Linked DNA regions of Mus musculus: regions 1 and 3 are each linked to region 2. Evidence: chromatin contacts called from public Hi-C data. All regions are on one chromosome and are shown on one strand. The core of a region is the stretch at or near the end of the contact, and the rest is flanking DNA. Distances in the headings are between cores, read along the strand shown.

Evidence for each region. Hi-C and Micro-C count contacts between places; a contact is called where the count stands out from the background.
Region 1: a Hi-C map of rod photoreceptor shows a contact between it and region 2, with 5 times the contacts expected there. The contact joins the promoter of Gtpbp3 here to the promoter of Tssk6 in region 2. A contact is called at or near these places in 3 of 484 Hi-C or Micro-C datasets (B cells, rod photoreceptor and uterus), 1 of 115 datasets of contacts at active chromatin or transcription factors (astrocytes) and 2 of 9 other capture datasets (adipose tissue and liver).
Region 3: a contact with region 2 is called in a Hi-C map of muscle stem cells, with 6 times the contacts expected there. The contact joins the promoter of Mvb12a here to the promoter of Tssk6 in region 2. A contact is called at or near these places in 2 of 39 promoter capture datasets (liver and pre-B cells) and 1 of 484 Hi-C or Micro-C datasets (muscle stem cells).

What each region holds. Positions count from the first base shown.
Region 1 is chr8:71,487,198-71,490,915 of GRCm38.p6, reverse strand. Gtpbp3 (GTP binding protein 3) reads right to left here and starts at 2,188. Exons shown (of 9, transcript NM_032544.4): 1 at 2,076-2,188; 2 at 1,598-1,845; 3 at 1,402-1,488; 4 at 379-581; 5 at 1-21. The coding sequence starts at 2,128.
Region 2 is chr8:69,900,188-69,904,047 of GRCm38.p6, reverse strand. It overlaps Tssk6 (testis-specific serine kinase 6), which reads right to left and starts at 1,864. Exons shown (of 1, transcript NM_032004.2): 1 at 530-1,864. The coding sequence starts at 1,740. The coding sequence ends at 919. Ndufa13 (NADH:ubiquinone oxidoreductase subunit A13) reads left to right here and starts at 2,028. Exons shown (of 5, transcript NM_001382215.1): 1 at 2,028-2,111; 2 at 2,316-2,506. The coding sequence starts at 2,413.
Region 3 is chr8:71,540,559-71,544,282 of GRCm38.p6, reverse strand. Mvb12a (multivesicular body subunit 12A) reads right to left here and starts at 1,353. Exons shown (of 9, transcript NM_028617.2): 1 at 1,226-1,353; 2 at 1,052-1,150; 3 at 800-896. The coding sequence starts at 1,309.

The sequences.
Region 1 (3,718 bases), core at 939-3,438, 1.6 Mb before region 2:
GGCCTCCACATAGGCCAGAGCCTGGGGAGGAGGGGAGATGTCACAGGTGCTCTCTCAGTCTCAGGTCTAACTCCAGTTTGATCTATACAACCAGACTGGCCTCTCACAGGCCTAGAACTTTCTCTAAAGGATGCATGGATGGAGCTGGAGAGATGGCTTGTTGGTTTAAGTGCACTGGCTGCTCTTCCAGAAGTCTGAATTTAATTCCCAGCAACCATATGGTTGCTCACAACCATCTGTAATGGGATCTGATGCCCTCTTCTGGTGTGCAGACATACAAGCAAATAGAGCACTCATAAACACAACATAAACAATATAAGTAATATAAATCTTAAAGAGAAAAAGAGAACACATGAATGGGTGAACATGCAGGCTTGCCTTGGTGAGAGTCTTTGCCCAGCCCTGGCAGAGCTGGCTCAGTTCCCCATCCAGCTGCCTCAGAGCCTGTCGACGCTGGGCCTCAGTTTCTGCACGGATAAGATCTGCCAGTCCCTCCACTTCAGTCAGGCTCAGCTTGCCATGGGCAAATGCCCTCCTGGTGAACTCTCCGGCCTCGGCTGGCCGCAGTCCTGGCACACTACCTGCAGGAAAGCATCACAAGGCCTAAGCTCCTGAGTCCCCATCCAATGGCAGGTAACAGCCAGCAGAGCAACAAACCAAACCCCAGGTGGGTTTTCAGGTGACACAACTTCGTCAGAGTCCCCTGATCCTGTAAGGAATCACAGGAAGCTCACTGATTCTTTGGGCTGGACCCTAATGGGTCAGTGGTCAGTTACTGGGTGTGACCACCACACCCCATCTGGGGGATGTAGATATCTCTCTTAGAACCCAGGCCAGCAAGCTGTTGAGGTCACCTGCAGTTGCCCCTCCCCATCAGTGCTGATTACACACGCAGGCCCCAGACTGACAGAGTGCTGGCCATCAGGGGCTTCCTGTGGCAAACTTGTTGGATGAACACACATTAAGTAAAGGTGACACAATTCTTTCTGAAAAGGCAAGACCCTCCCTATCCCCACCACCCAGAAATCACAGAAAGCCTGGTTGTACGCTGGTACATCGTACCAGCTACTCATCAACTCCCTAAATAGGACTTAGCACTTCCTCCAAACAACTACCACCAAACATGCACTTGAGTCTGAGCTTTCCTCAAAGTCCTCCCCATGCTGAAGTCTCTGCGTGTGTGTGTGACACCAGGAAGTCAAAAGACAGCCTGCAGGAATCAATTCTCACCTTTCACCACTCGGGTTCACATTTGGCAACAATCACCTTTACTGGCAGAGTCATCTAGAAGGCCTGGGTTAATATGATACATCTCTTCTCCCAAATGACAATGTGTTTTGCAGTCTATCTCCAATACCTTTTAGTCTCCCCCAGGAACAGTGCCACTCAACAGAGCCTCACCCAATGCCTGCAAGACACCGCTGACCACCGCAGGACCTCCGTGTACGTGAAACTCCACGCAATCCTCACCCGTGAAACTCTGGGGTCCTTGTATGGAAAAAAGCAGAGTTAGGGGATGGGCACGACCCGGGCTGACTCCTGGAGGGGACTGAGACCCGGACACGAGCGCCGTGGGCTCCCGGATCCGGCCCCTCACCTGGGAACCAGAGGACGAGTGAGCGGTCCAGTGGCTCCCCGGAGCACGGGTGGCGGAGAAGGCGCAGGCAGGCTCTGCGGGCAGGAGGCGGCTCCTGGAGCGCCGTGAGGCTGCGGAGCGCGAGCCCGCTAGCTGGACCGCTGGTGCGGATCACTGCGATGGCGCAGCGTCCCTGGCCGGAGCTGAGTGCGAAGATGGTGCTGCTGGGGACTAAGGACTCTGCACTGGTGCTGCAGCGTGCGCACAGCCTGGAGATCGGAAAGGAAACGAGTAAGCGCATCCAGAAACCCGAGCCTCGGGGTGAACATGGACGGAGGGATGGTCGCCCGTTGATGCCCAAGCTGTACGAGCGGTGGCCAGGCGATGGGCTTGGAAAGACACGGCAGCTGCGGGAGGAGGAACGGGGTCTGGAACTTCAGGGGCAAACCTGGGTCCTAAAGCAACGTCTAGCGCGTGACAGCGGGTCCGTGCCACTCACCTGAGGGGCGCCCACGCCGCCTGGGTCACCAGGGCGCTCAGCCCACGCCACATGGATTTCCAATTTTGCAAGCACCTTGGCCGACACTCCCGCAGGGCTTCAAGTTCGGGAAGAAAGTCCTGCCCCTTTGCGGTGTGACTTAGCGGTACGACTCTCAACTACCATTGGATCGCCTATAGGAGGTCCCGCCCTCTATCTATAGATTTTGATTCCTATTGGCTGATCCAAGGGAAACGAAGTTGGGATGCGGGTGTGTACAACGCAAGAGTGTCCCGCGGAAACACAGAGCAAAGTTTTCGGTTCCTAGAGCAACAGGTATCTGACACAATAGTGGGAGGAAGAAAATGCAGGATATATCTCAGCGGTGGTTCGAGCCCTTCTTTTCCTTGTGCCCATTCCGTAGTCTTAGAGAAGCTAAGAAGCTATGTGTGCGCTCCGACTGTAAAGTCCATGAAAGGCAGCGCAGAAGGCACTTGCTGCCAAACTTGACAATCTGAGTTCTATCCCCGGGATCAGCTTAGTGAAGGAGACCAGACTTGTGCAAGTTGTCCTTTCACCATCACGAGGGAGGTGGGGTCGGGGTATTCTACACCCAGTTAGAGACAGAAAACTCAAAGCATCTTAGTGACTGCAGGGGATGAGTTCCGGGAGAAGCCACGCCCTAGGTCAGGGAAAATCTGGTCCAAACTTCTGGGAAGTTTCTTCCTGGCCCTTCTTGTGTCTCTTCACTGATCCCCGCTACCCCATCTTTGCCAGCTGCAGCTCCTGGGCAAGTATCTTTAGCCAGGCGCCATCCCCAGGCAAGGAAGCCTTTCTGGCGGTTCCAGCCCAGCTCCAGCCCTGGCTTCCCCGCCCTCTTCGGGGTCCCGGTTGGCCGCAGGTCCGATGTGTGTTCCGGGATAGGCATCCTGGGGCCTCCAGTTAACTTCGGGTTAACCCGGGACAGCACTGAACTGCGGGGTGAAGGAGCAGGCTCGAATACCAGGTTCTGGGCGGGCGGGGCTTCGCGAGCGCCCTCGCACTGCCAATTCTCTGGTTCTCGACTTGTGCGGGCGGGCGCTCTTTAGTTAGTGCTGCCGGGTACAGTATAGTCTCAAAGCCCTCAGGTTCCCATCTGCCCTACTTTCAGTCTGTGAAACAGGGACAGTGACGTTGTCCATCTCCTGTGGTCCCATCTTTTTTGTTTGTTTGTGTGTTTGTTTTTGTTTTGTTTTTTTCGAGACAGGGTTTCTCTGTGTAGCCCTGGCTGTCCTGGAACTCACTCTGTAGACCAGGCTGGCCTGGAACTCAGAAATCCGCCTGCCTCTGCCTCCCAAGTGCTGGGATTAAAAGCGTGCGCCACCAGTGCCCGGCCCCCGTGGTTCCATCTTAACACGTTTAGAGCAAGTGCTCATTACCTACTAAGTGCTCACAGGACTTCAGGGTGGGCCACTCTGAAGTGGGAAAACATGGGAGATCAGGGCTGTGGGTTTTGGTGCTTGCTTCTAAGTCTGACGACCTGAGTTCAATCCCCTGGACCCACATGGTGGAAAGAATCAGTTTCCACAGGTGTCCGTCCTCTCACCTCCATACACTCGCCAAAGCGCTCCTGCCCACAACAAACAAACATTCTTTAAAAATCTGGTATCAGGCTTAGCTTTGTG
Region 2 (3,860 bases), core at 615-3,114:
ACATGCAGAACTGGACTGCACACCTTGGAAAGTGGAGGCAGGAGAATCCAAGTTACAAGCCAGCCTAGGCTGCATAGTGAGGTATTTGATCTAACTTTGACACACAAAATCACCACCACCACCACCAACAACAAATCAAGAGATCATCAGTAGATGGGTCTGGTTTTTCCCTGTAAACTTTTCCCATAGGGAAAACAACCATCACCAAGGACTCCCGGCTTCCAGAGACCTGAGTACAATCCACACCTGTCTCTGCACAACTGACACCTATGTGGGTGTCACATCTGTAAATGCTGTTCCAGCCAACAGGCAGTCCCGCTGATCCCAATTCAAGTATCATCAGATCCTGGCGGATGACTATAGAACTTTTAGGAATTTATCCAGTTTAGGGACGTGAAGAATCAGGATTTGAATCTCCCTACTCCGGTTTTTAGGTCTAAAGGTAGAATTTCCACATACTCGCCTTTCTCTAAGTTGCCGAAAACTTCCCACCCCCTGCTCAGTGACAAGGTTCCACCGCTAACCCCAGTTGCAAGGAAGAGCGAATTTATTGCAGGTTCCAACCTGGAACTTAGCGTGCACGGCTGGCCCACGGTTTCTCTGTAGCATGGCAACCCACCGTGCAACAGCTCATTCTGCGCAGGCGCAATGCTTCTCTCTCTTCTCTTTGCGCCCCTCCCGGGGCCTTCTCGCCAGAAATCGAGGATGCGCATGCGCTCTCCAGCAATCAGTTTGTGCAGGAGGAATCAGAACCCAACAGCAGGCCTCAGAGGGCCGCCGCCGTGGGGGAAGGGGAAGGGACAGGACGCGTGCGCAGTGGCGCGCGGCGACTTCGCGGGTTTCCCGAAGCTCGCCCTTCGCGCGTGCGCCGCCCTGGCTCTGTGCCTGGTGCGGCGGGAACAGCGAGAACCCCGGCTCCTAGCCGGAGTCCCCGGCCCGCAGCCAGCCATTGCGCGCCACCTGGCCCGCCGAGGGCCGGGCAGACGGGCTGAACTGTAGCAGCTCGGCGATCAAGGATTTGCATCGTTCCGACAGTTCGAGGCCGTCAGGGTAGAGCACGCCGCGCTTCTGGCGCCGGGGTAGGCCAGCAATGTCCGAGTCGTCGAAGGGCATGCACCCGGTGACCATGACGTAGAGCACAACGCCCAGGCTCCACACGTCGTATTTCTTAGGGTCGTAGGGGATGCCCAGGAGCACCTCAGGTGACGCATACGCGGCCGAGCCGCAGTAGGTGGTGCTCAGGTCTGGGTAGCCGTGCGCCTGGCGGCCGAAACCGAAATCCGTGATCTTGACGCGGCGCTCGTCAGGGCTTAGCAGCACGTTTTCGCACTTGAGGTCGCGGTGCACCAGGTGGTGGTCGTGCAGGTAGCGCACGGCGCCCGCGATCTGCGAGAAGAGTTCGCGCGCCTGCGACCCCGGGATGCGCCCGTTGCGCTGCACTGCCTGCAGCAGGTCGGTGGCTGCTGCCTCCATCACGATGTACAGCTTCCCATTGCACACTTCGATGAACTCGAAAACGTGTACGATGTGCGGGTGCCGTACTCCCCGCAGGATGGACAGCTCTCGAGGCAGGAACTTGTTGACGAAGTCCGGAGGCGCTCGCCGGCGGTCCACCACCTTGATGGCCACCGTCCCTTTATACTTCTTGGAGGTGGCCACTTTCACCTTGGAGTAGCTGCCCTCACCTATCGTGCGGCCCAGCTTATAGCCAAGTTCGCTCAGGAGTTTGTCGCCCGACATGGTGGCGCCCGGGGCGCGCGGGGAGCAGGAGGCGGCTGCTGTCGGGGGGCGGCCGGACTCCAATCTCGGGCCTAACCCATGGTGCTTGGCACCTGCACCCCCGTGCCCCCATGTGCCCACTCCCAAGGCCCTACAGCCGCGATGACTTTTATTGCCCGGGTAACAATTTCTGCCTTGTGAAGTGACTGCGGGCGTCACTCGGCCTTGGGGCGGGGACCCTCCCTCCCCCGCCCCGCGGGCTCCCTAAACCCTTCTTAGGCTTTGTGACTCAATCGCCCTTAATGGTCAGTTCCTCGTGAGAAGTCACTGGCGAGGAGACTGCCCACTGATGTGGAACAGGACAAGTCCCTCCCTGAAGTGATGGTGCTCAGGTGGGTGGGAACCAGCCTGTTGCCTCGAGCCTGGCTACCATGGCTCACGAAAGAAAGTAGGTGAACTCCCAAGGTTTTTAGTGCAAGAAACACGCCCGAGAGAGCTCTAGATGCAGACCACAGTTACTCCCTGCCTAGGGCCAGAGGGAGGAGGGACTGACTTCCGGATCGCAGCAAGGCTAGCGTAACGCTTCCAAATTATAGGGAACCTCCTGGGTGACGGAACTTCCGCCACACTCAAAATGGTGGTCGCGCGTTGCCTCACTTCCGCTGGTGGCCGGAAGTTGCGGGTCCTGCAAGTATGGCGGCGTCGAAGGTGAAGCAGGACATGCCCCCGCCAGGGGGCTACGGCCCCATCGACTACAAGCGGAACCTGCCCCGCCGGGGACTGTCGGGTCAGTGTCTCAGTGTCGTCCTGTTCGTCGCAGACCAGGCTTTTGTTATGCGGTTAGACGAGAGAGGGCAGCCTGCGGGCTTCAGAGTGCACAGTGTGAGCGGAGGCTGAGTTGGAATCTTGGTTTTCTAGTGCAGCATCCCGGAAGCCAGAATGTTCATGTCCCCTAGTTTCCAGCTGGCTTCCACGGGCCTGGAAACTAAGCCTGCGAGAAGCACTAACCTGGAGTTTGGAGGCTTTTGTTTTGTTTTAGGCTGGCCTCAAACTCCGTAGCAGAGACTGATCTAGAACTCCTGATCTCTTGCCTTCACTTCCGAAGGCTATGCTCATAGGTATGCACCGTTATACGTATTTTTTTTTTAATGTTTTTAAATTTTTTTTTTTTTTTTTTTTTTTTTTTTTTTTTGCAGATAGGGACTTACTATATAGCCCAGGCTGGCCTCAAACTCGTGGCGACCCTGCCTTTGCCAATGGATTGCTGGGATGACAGACAGGTCCACCCAAGGCAAGATGTGTGTTGATTGTAACATAGCATAGAAGGCTAGTCTTAAACTCTAGCCTCCCTAGTGCTGGTTCCTCTTCTGGCATTCTCTGCCCACCCCCAGCCCCCACCCCCACCGGCTTTCGTGGAGCCCAGGCCAGCCTGAAATTATGAACACCCCAACTCTATGCCTTCATAGTACCAGGATGACAGGCATGTGCCCACCAGGCTGTGTTTTTAAGTTTTTAAAAGTGTTTTAAGTAACATTTAGAATTTTATTATCGATTTCAACAGGAAAAGAATATGAAGAAAGTTAAAGTCCCCACTGTCAGTGCTCAGAGTTACAGAAATACAGTAGTTAGCAACTGGGGCCCAATTGGTAGAGTGCCTGCCTAGCCTTTCAAAGCCCTAGGTCGCACCCCTGGCACTGCATAAACAGGACTTGGTGGTGCACACCCATCATCTCAGCATTTTGGATGCTGAAGCAAAACGGATTGATGGTTAGGGTCATCCTGGGCTACATAGATCAACCTGGACTACATGATCCCATCTCACCCTAGAAGAAGAGAGAGATGGGCTTAGGGACTGTAAGATGGCACAGTGGTTAAGGGCATTGATGCTCTTCCAAAGGACCTGAGTTTGCTAACTCCACCTTCTACAAATTCAGATTTTTAGATTTTAATTCATCAGACTTTAATGTGCATATTATAGAAACTGTGCCTCAACTAAGCAAACAAAATGTTCTGGTCCTGTGTGATGGCTCACCTGTGATTCTAGACATGAGAAGCAAAGATGGGTCACAACAAGTTCAAGGCTAGCCTAGGCTATGTGGAGAGTGTTTGGTTCTGGATTATATAGAGAAGAGCCTCTTGGT
Region 3 (3,724 bases), core at 104-2,603, 1.6 Mb before region 2:
AACGGCTCAGTCCCACGAATCCATGGGACTGAAGCTCTGGCCAGCTGAGGCTACACATTGAGACCCTGTCCCCCCAAACCAATTAAACACTAAGTCAAGAGACAGCTGCAAAAGGAGGATAGGAGAATTTGTGGACGCCTCCTCTGTCTGCACACTGACCTGACCCTCTGCACGGCAGCCTGCCAGCGGTCACTAAAGACACCGAGAGAACCAAGCACCATCGGGGAGGCGGGCAGCTGGGTCAGGCAGGGGAGAAGGGAGAGGGGAGGCTGAGCTATGCAGAGAACAGGGGAAGCCAGTTCCAGGTGGACTCGCAGTGCAAGAGCCTGGAAAGGAAAAGAGAATGGCCAGGAGGACTCACTCCGCCACAGAAGCAGAGGACAAGCAGCAGGGACCAGTGGCAGTGAGGAAGAGGGTGGGTATGCCAAAGACATCTGGGGTGGTTGTTGTTTGTTTAGGGGCGGGGTTTCATGTAGTGACAGGTATGCCCCACTATGCTCAAATTCTTAGGAAGAGCTGAGGCAAGGTCTCATTCTGTAGCCCAGGCTGGATACAAAGCTGCCTCAGCCTGAATGCTAAGACAGGTATGTGTCAACTATTTAATTCTGGAGTAGTGGGTTGAGATAAAGGCCTCACTCTGTAGCCTAGGCTGGCCTTGAACTCGCCACCATCCTCCTGCCTCAGCTTCCGGAGCTCTGCATTTACAGGTTGTGCCTTCCTGCTCAGCTAAGTCCTATTCCAAACATACACTAGCAGCCGTTCCCTGTGCCTGCCGCTCTCCCGTGCCCACGGATCTTACTGATATCCTGAGGGTCGTTGACTGCAGAGAAGCCTGACGGCAGTGGGCCCTTGTCCATCACGATCTGCATGTCCACTACCACATTGTCCTGAGGGTTCTGGGAGCACGAGAGGGGGCAGGTGGAAGGGGGCAGTCAGAGGGGAGGGGAAAGGTCAACGGTATGAGCAGTAAGGGTGGGAGAGAGTTGGAGAAGGGTCGAGGATGGCAGGGCGAGGGGCGGGGCAAACTCAGGCTCAGGCCACCCGTGCTCACCTCCGGGATGCCCAGCGTGCTCAGGCACAGGAAGTAGCCGGCTTTCTGCGCGAAGCCTCGGCCGAAGCTGGCCGTCCCGCCCTCCACGGTGCAGGTGATCTGCGGGACGCACAGGTCATCGGACTTCGTCCCCTTCCTGGCCCGTCCCCGCAACCCTTGCGCGCTCCCACTTACCGCGCTGAAACCCGGCGGCGGCGGCGCCGAGGCCGACGACCAAACCAAGCCAGCAAGCGGCGCCGAGTCCGTCCCGGGATCCATCCTTCCTGGGAGCTCAGAAGGCAGCTACAGCCCTCGGAGGGACCGGAACCTCGGACTACAACTCCCAGAACACCTTTGAAAGTGCTCCGCAAAGCAGCTAGTACGCATGCGCAAGCACTGCTGACCAGTCCAAAGTAACCGTGGAGACCCGCCCTCTGGACGCTTAAGATACGTTTGCGGAAAAAAGATTAGAACTCCCGCCCCTAAATCACTACCCAGTGTGCGGAGGGGGCGTTCACTTTCCGGACGGGACTACATTCCCCAGAATGCTGTGCGGCATCACCCTGTGACTCCTGCCTTCTGCAAGGAAACTTAACTGGTCTGGAGAGGAGGCCTGGTAGATATAGCCTGTCATTTCAGGGACTTAAAGAGGCGCATACAAGATGGTGAAAAAACCATACGAGATAGTTAGACTGATAACCAGTCTAATTAAGCCAATTAAAACTAAACGAGTAGCCGGGCATGGTGGCGCACGCCTTTAATCCCAACACTTGGGAGGCAGAGGCAGGCAGATTTCTGAGTTCAAGGCCAGCCTGGTCTACAGAGTGAGTTCCAGGACAGCCAAGGCTACACAGAGAAACCCTGTCTCGAAAACACCAAAAACACCAAACAAACAAACAAACAAACAAAAAAACCTACACGAGTCCTTTAATAATAGCCACATGTAGAGTAGCCAGAGCTTAGGGGTACAGCATTTTTAAAAGCAAAACACTTAAGAACCACAATTGTATCATTATCAGGGTCTTGAGTAACCTTGTAACATCCGTCTTTTTTGCAGAGATTGCAGTATTTTCCAGACACAAGACAATTATTTATGATTTACACTTCCTGTAGTTATTTTAGGTTTAGGTTTTAGCTAACACAAACATTGTCGTTAATACATCTAGACATGGTCAGGGACAAGGATAGTCCCCAGACTGTTGCCAAGACAGGTGTGGCTATTAGTGCGTGGGAGACTGAGAGTGTCTAGGCAGACACAAGTCAGTCAGAACAAGAAAGTGATGCCTTAATCATTTCTATTGCAGGAATTCGAGGTCTACCTGGGCTACAGGATACCCTGCTTTAAACAAACAGACAACAAACAAACCCCAACAAAACAAAAAAAATACTTTAAATACTAGCAAAAAGGAAATGAACCAAAAAAAGAAAAAAATAGAGTAGAAAGAAGAAGTTTGAAACACTTTCTGTTCTAGGATTTTGACCAAAGAGATCATTGTGGCTATGCAGCTGTTGACTTAAATAACAAATAATATCGCCCTGGAGGCCAGTTCACTAGCAAGCTAGGGGTTTCGTTGTTGTTCTGGTTATTTTTGTTTGTTTTGGTCGGTTGGTTTTTGAGGCAGGGTCTCTCAGGTAGCCCTGGATAGCCTAGAACTCACTATGTAGACTAGGCTAGCCTGCAACTCACAGAGATCTACCTGCCTCTGTAAGCTTTATGGTTCTTTTAGAGTGAGGGACCCTCTTTCCTATGGGCCTGCAGGTGGAATGTGGAGCTTCCACCCACGAGTACTACTTTAGCACTCCCCTGCAGGGTCCGACCCACACCCTGGGGTATATTCTCATTTATGTATTTGTTACTATTTTTAAATTTTGTTTTGATTCTTTGTGAATCTCACATCATACACCCTAATCCTGGGGTTCTGAGTTTTGCCCAACCCCACAGTTGGGATGTGAAAATTTTTCTTGGGCAGGTGGAATACAGAGATGCTAGACTGCGTTTGCCCTGAGCTGCTATCCGATGCTGGGCTGGAGGGAAGCAACAATACACTGCTCTGGGGGTGGGAAATCACAGTGTAGGATGTAGGAGGCCAAAGTTGGGTCCCCTGACTCCTGGGAATCCAGTCTCCTCTGGAATCAGCATGGAATCAGCAATGAAGGGGGCCCTCGGGCTTTTGGGGAGGGAAGGCAGGGCCAGAGGTTCTCACACTGCTGGACACCCAGACACTATTGGAAGTCACAGAGGAGCAGAGAATAGAGTGTCCGGGTCCATGTTCCTGTGATGAAGAGCTCAGCTCATTGGCAAAAGTCCTTAGCTTAGCAGCAGTTGTCTGGAAGCACAAGGAGTCCTTCTGTGGGAGACTTAGAAGACACAGCTCTGTAAACAAAGGCTTCTCCATTCTCTCCACTGTGGTTCTTGATGAAAGAGACAGTCCTTGGTTCCAAACTGTTTACTCATCATGCTCATCATGGAAACTGTGTGCACAACACCTCCTCAGGGTGGACCAGAGATTAAATACCTTTTAATCCCAGCATTTAGGAGACAGAGCAGGAGGATGTATGAGTTCAAGGTTAGCCTGGTTTACAAAGTGAGTTCCAGGACAGTCAGGAAACCCTGCCTGGAAAACCCAAAAATGAATAAGTATAAAAAATAAGAATAAATTTTATAAAAAAAATATTTAGTTATTCTATCTGCAT